2 separate regions of the Gossypium hirsutum genome follow, and region 1 is linked to region 2. A link is a contact called in public Hi-C data. All regions are on one chromosome and are shown on one strand. The core of a region is the stretch at or near the end of the contact, and the rest is flanking DNA. Distances in the headings are between cores, read along the strand shown. Region 1 holds the start of LOC107887026 (probable transcription factor KAN4). Region 2 holds the start of LOC107953049 (protein JINGUBANG).

What was found. A called contact is a pair of places that touch in the nucleus more often than the background predicts.
Region 1: a contact with region 2 is called in a Hi-C map of leaf, with 1.8 times the contacts expected there. The contact joins the promoter of LOC107887026 here to the promoter of LOC107953049 in region 2. A contact is called at or near these places in 2 of 34 Hi-C or Micro-C datasets (both in leaf).

Annotation. Positions count from the first base shown.
Region 1 is chrA05:19,857,127-19,860,057 of Gossypium_hirsutum_v2.1, reverse strand. LOC107887026 (probable transcription factor KAN4) reads left to right here and starts at 1,273. Exons shown (of 6, transcript XM_016811161.2): 1 at 1,273-2,338; 2 at 2,498-2,574; 3 at 2,840-2,876. The coding sequence starts at 1,870.
Region 2 is chrA05:19,603,914-19,606,889 of Gossypium_hirsutum_v2.1, reverse strand. It overlaps LOC107953049 (protein JINGUBANG), which reads right to left and starts at 1,606. Exons shown (of 1, transcript XM_016888273.2): 1 at 1-1,606. The coding sequence starts at 1,315.

The sequences.
Region 1 (2,931 bases), core at 24-2,523, 250 kb before region 2:
AAAAATTATAATACTAATAACACTTTTACGATAGACATATATAGAGATTTTGATGGGTCATAAATTAATATTGAAGTAAAAGACAAAACAATATAAACAAAAATAAGTTTATTATTGGTCCGGGTAAAAAGGATATTAAGTTATTATTTTACTAATACATTAAAAAAACCCAAAGAAAATAAAGAATAGACTGGGCGCGTGAGTGCACAAGTTAAATGAAAAAAAAATAGGGAGGGGGCCAAGGGAAGTGTTGCATGTGGGTCTGCGACCCTCGTGTCGCCGGACGCCCCAACCAATCTGACACTGCTACCCCCCCTCTCTTTAATTACACCATGCTAGCCTAGCTTCCTCCATATTCCTTCTCTCCTTATTACTCCTCCCCTTCACTTCATTCCCCACGCATATATTTCCTTATTGGCAACTTCTTCCCACGTGTACAGCTCGATCCATGCCTATTTCGCTATTTCATGTTTGCCCAGCAGCACCACATCGCTCACAAAGTGATCCAACTTTCCCCTTTTTCTCGAAGTTCCAATTCCTTGTAAAGCCCTCATCAATTTCACTAATTACTGTCAGTTTAATCAAGAATTAAGAGCTGGGGTTGAACTTAAACCTCCCCGACCCTCCCACTAATTTGCACTCGCTGTTTCTTGGTTTTTCTATTTTAAAGCATAAAACCCACTGCGAATCAGGATATGTTTAAGCATGAAATGGAAGGGTAAGTATCTTGTGGTATATTTAGCATGGAACTAAAACTGTGCTTAATCATCAGCATCGCAAAACAGCTAAAGCACAACATCATGTGTTATTAGGCAGTAAGCTTTTAAAGAGAGGAACAAAAAACAAAGCGACATTTAATCGGGCTTATGCCTCGTCTGCATGTAAAAGAGGTAGTAATAAATTAAAGCAGATGAATATTTTGAGCTAAGGGGATAAGATATTTTTGGCCCTGCCTGCTTTGCCAGTCAATCCTGGTTCAACAAAATTAATACCCAGAATATTCTAATTTTAGGAAAAGTTAGGATATTACTAAATTAGTAGAAAGATAAAAATTATGTGCTATACACTCAAATTTCCATTCCAAATAATTAAAATATTAAAATTGAAAATGTGATAAATATATAAAATAATTTTCCTTTTAATAAATATATTTTATGAAATCTTATGCCCTAATTTTAATTAAATTTTAGGTTTTTACTCTAATATTATAAAAATTAAATTATAGTTCTAACTCTAATAAAGATATTGTGATGCTTCAATATGGAATATTATTAACCTTTTATTGTTTTCTCGAATTCCAACCATTCCCTCCATAGACCACCATAGCTGGCTTGCTGGCACTGTTTTTTTTTTTCCATTCCCCATTATAAAGGATAAAGGAAAAAAGGCCCCTTCCTTTTACTCTCTTTCTGTGTGCAAGGGAAGAAAGCTCTCTGATCCTTCTCTGCATCCTTTTCACTAACTTTTCCTTCAAACCATCATCCCCAAAACAACTCTGGTTACTTACTTTCTCTTCTCCTGCAATTCATTCTTTTTTTGTTTAATCTGACTGGTTATAGTCTCTGCAATTTTTTTTTCTTCTATCAAACCTAGAGGGATCCAACTGAAAAAGCCTATGTTTCACGTCCACGCAACTTAATCATGAGGCACTCATGATATAATCACAACGCTTTCCCTTTCCTTTTCGGCTCTTTTTCGTTTGTTTAGCTTCGAAGTTCTAAACCCACTTTTTCCTGTCGGTTTTCTTTTTCTTGTTTTGGCAGTGTGTTTTCTCTTCATTCATTCTCTCTATTTTAATCTCTTGTCTCTGTTAACGTACCCCCTGCAGGGGCTTTTGACTAAGATCTTCACACCTTTTCTTCTTCCTTTATGTTCTTAAGCTCAAATACTATAATGAGAACCGCACCTTTCCCCGATCTATCCTTGCAGATTAGCCCACCCTCCGTTTCAGATTGTAAGGCTAAGGAAATGGCCTACGATGTGTTGTCAGGAAAATCGATCTATAGTGATCGGAGCTCCACGACTGATTCTGGCAGTAGCGGAAGCGATTTGAGCCATGAAAATGGATATAGTAATCCAGGCCTTGGGGAACCCGCGTTGAGCTTAGGGTTTGAAATGGCTGATTTGGGTCCTCCCCATTTACAGCAACCCAGAAACCCTCATCATCTTCTTCAGCAGCATCACTATCAGCCTCAAATCTATGGTCGTGATTTCAAGAGAAGTGCGAGAACGATGAATGGAGGAGTGAAAAGAAGCATCAGAGCTCCCAGAATGAGATGGACTACAACACTCCATGCCCACTTTGTTCATGCAGTCCAGCTTCTTGGTGGCCATGAAAGTAATATACTTCACGACCTAAAATATCTTTCCATCTACAATATATTTACTTTATGTTTTTAGCTTTTCTCCTCTTGGTGCAAAAATACCGAAAATGGAAATCTTTATTGGAAAAAAAGAATAATAAGGTTTGAATTTTTTGTATTGGCAACTGTCACAGGAGCAACACCAAAATCTGTCTTAGAGTTGATGAATGTCAAGGATCTAACCCTAGCTCATGTGAAGAGTCACTTGCAGGTGGGGTTACTGTGAGCAATCTTCATTTCTTTGAAACTTATGTAGTAAATATGATAATTCTTATTATTTTAATGATTTCCCATAGTTATTTCTGGCATCTCTATCATGTTCTATTTTTGTATTTCTATATGATTCAACTGTAGTGGGTGTGGACTGGAGAGACAAGGGGTAAGGACAAAAGGGCATCTAGATGGTGTGGTAATCTTAGCAATGTGGACTTCTTTTTTCTCATTTTTTTCTCTATGGGTGTTCTGTGTTCATGCAGATGTATAGAACAGTGAAGAGCACTGACAAAGGATCAGGTAATTGGATTTTCCCTCCAAGGAGCATTTTTATATCTCTTCTATTATTAGCTTC
Region 2 (2,976 bases), core at 357-2,856:
ACACTGAATCGAATTCGAAACAGGCATGTTGCTGGTTCTTGTTGGTCGCTCTTATCTGGGCAAACTCCGCAACGCTCCATGCCTTGACCGAATTATCAAGGCTTCCACTGTACACGATCCACCGCTGCTCGCTCCTGGATTCTTGGTTCTTTTCCACAGCCAAGCACTTGACAGGCCCCACGTGCCCCGTCAGCACCGAGTGGCATGTGTGGATGTTGCCGTCCTTCCTCCAAACGCATATATTCTTATCAGCCGATCCGCTAAACATCAAATTCTCAGTAGCCTCAAGGCAAAGAACGGCCTGCTTGTGCCCTTTTAGGACCCCGCCGTGGGATAATTGCTTTTCAACTTCCCAGAAATTGACCAAGCCGTCACTGGAGCCACAGTACAGAACTGAACCCTGGGTGTTGATTGCTAATGCCGTAACTGCAGAATCTTGTTGTAAAAGAGTTTGGGACAACACATGCTTCGCTCCTTTCCGCTGTTGTTCCCTTTTCCACACTTTAACGGTACCATCAGCGGAGCCAGTGAAAACCATTCCACTCATGATCGAAACCACAGAGTTAACAGCGTCATCGTGTGCACGAATCGATTCAAGGCATTTGGAATCTGAAATTCTCCAGACTTTGAATGTCCTATCCCATGAAGCAGAGTAAAGAAGACCTTGTTCCACGTTCAGGCTCAAACACGTCACCGCATCTGCGTGTTTGATCCATAGAGCCCGCTTATGCTTCACTTCCACATAATTGCTGGGTTTAATGGAGCTTTTAAGGACGTCTTTGAGAGTGGGCAAAGTTCCAGCTCGTTTATAAATGCTAGGGTCCTTAGGAGAGATTTTCCAAACGCGAATCTTCCCATCTTGATGGCCGGTAAAAATCTTTTCGCCAGATATCACAATGGCCTTAACCAATCCACTGTTAGATTTGAAGCCCGTAAATTCTTTTAGATTCTTCCACACCCGAATGTTCTTACTATCGGAGCCGGTGTAAAGGAGATCCTTTGTGGCTGCCAAGGAATAAATATGACCCTCTTCACGTGTAAGCGAGCCGATGAGGCTGTTAGCTGGAACATCATTATCGGAAATGGCAGTTGAAGGTTTCATGAAAGAAGTGGTTTGGTTCCACGGTGACATGGTTATGGGCGAGCCTTCCAGACTCGTCCTATGGGCTTCGTAGGCAGGACCGGAAGTGGATGCGCGGCTATACCGCACGTACAAATCATCTTCACTCCCAGAACCAGGTATGGACATGTTAGGATAGGAATGCATAATGTTTCCAAACTTGGATCTCGGAAAGCTATCAGCCTCTGCGAACATTGTGCCCAAATTCTAGAAATACAAAAAAAAAAAGATAAAGAAAAAATGCGTAGAAGAGATTTGAGAGGATTATTAATTAATTAATTCAAATACGAAGAGAGGCAATGGAAATGATTGCATTTGCATCGCGGGCATACATATATTGCAATTACAAATGTGGGAGAGGAACTGTAGAGCGGATTTAGAGCTGTCAGATTTTTGATAACTGTTGGACCGAGCATATAGAAACAGGAACCATGCTCCAAGGAATCAGGGGTCGGTTTCCTAATAGCCTCTTGCTTCGTTGTTTTAGGATTTAACTTGCTATTTATTGCTGTTTTGGATAAATTTTTTTATTTATTTTTAACTTCAAAGATTAATGATAAGAAATTGTTTATAAAATTAGGATTTAACTTGTTAGCTATAAAACAGCTTTTGCCTGAAATGACATACGAAAACTAAAAGGGAGAAACTACGAATTGGATAATTATTGAAGTTTTTTAATTTTATAAGTGTGATTAAAAATCATTATTTAGTTTTTAGTCTCACCAGACCAGTTGCCAAGCAAGGAAACGAGTAGGATCTATTTTGTTGCAAACTACAATTCTTTTAGACATCTTCATTTTATTATTCTTTTTGGTAAAGTCTTTTTCAAAATAATACTTTTTTTTGTTAGAAAGTTTTACTAATATAAGAAAATACAATTAGAAGTATGAGTGTAAATACATATCCGATCAATTGTAATAGTATATAGAATTAATCAATATAATACACAACAAATGAAAAATCGGAAAATATCTACATAAGGTCTATGCACATGATGGGAAAAAGATCCGCACGTTGCAAATGCAAATAATGGGACTCACACCCAGGCCTTCAAAATCCGAAACCTTAGCCTAATTTAAAGTGATTAGTTATGTATTTTAGATAGGGGGAGATTGCAATTTAATTACCGAAACTAAAATGTCATCCTTGTATCGAGTTAGTCATTGTAACGTATCTAAATCCATTTAGATTATTCATCCAAATTTAAATTTATTGATCTGAAATTTAAAAGAATTTTGATAAAAATATTGGGCTCGATAAATGTATTTTAACAAAATAATTATACCCATATTTTTAAAGTCAAATCCGTTTTTAACATTATAATATTTATTTTATTTTATACTATTTTTATGTATTATGTGATGTATATCACATAAAAAAACTATATGTAAAATAATACATATTACTATAATATAAACATTAAAAAACATATATCAACAAGTATTAAGTGTAGTAGTAAGACATATGACATTTTAAAGAGAGAATATAAGTTTAAACTTTGGAGACGACATTATTAGGAGGGTTAAGCTCAAACTTCAATCATAGATCGTTAAACAGATGTAGAGAATACAAAAAAAAATTGTTAAATATTAAATTAAAAATAAGTTAATATTTTAAATATGTGAAGCTTGGAGTGTAAATAGTGATATTAACAAAACTAACTTTAATTATATCTCGGTTAAGCATGTCTTGAGGTCCAGTAACCAACCGGCTCATAATTTACTTAACTATGCATCTTTAGGAATTAACAGCTGCTCGATTTGGTGGCATATTCCACTATTTTGTATGGGTTCATGGCTATGCATTAATTCGTCTATTTTTGTTTATAGTAGATTAATTCATCTATGATTAGTGAA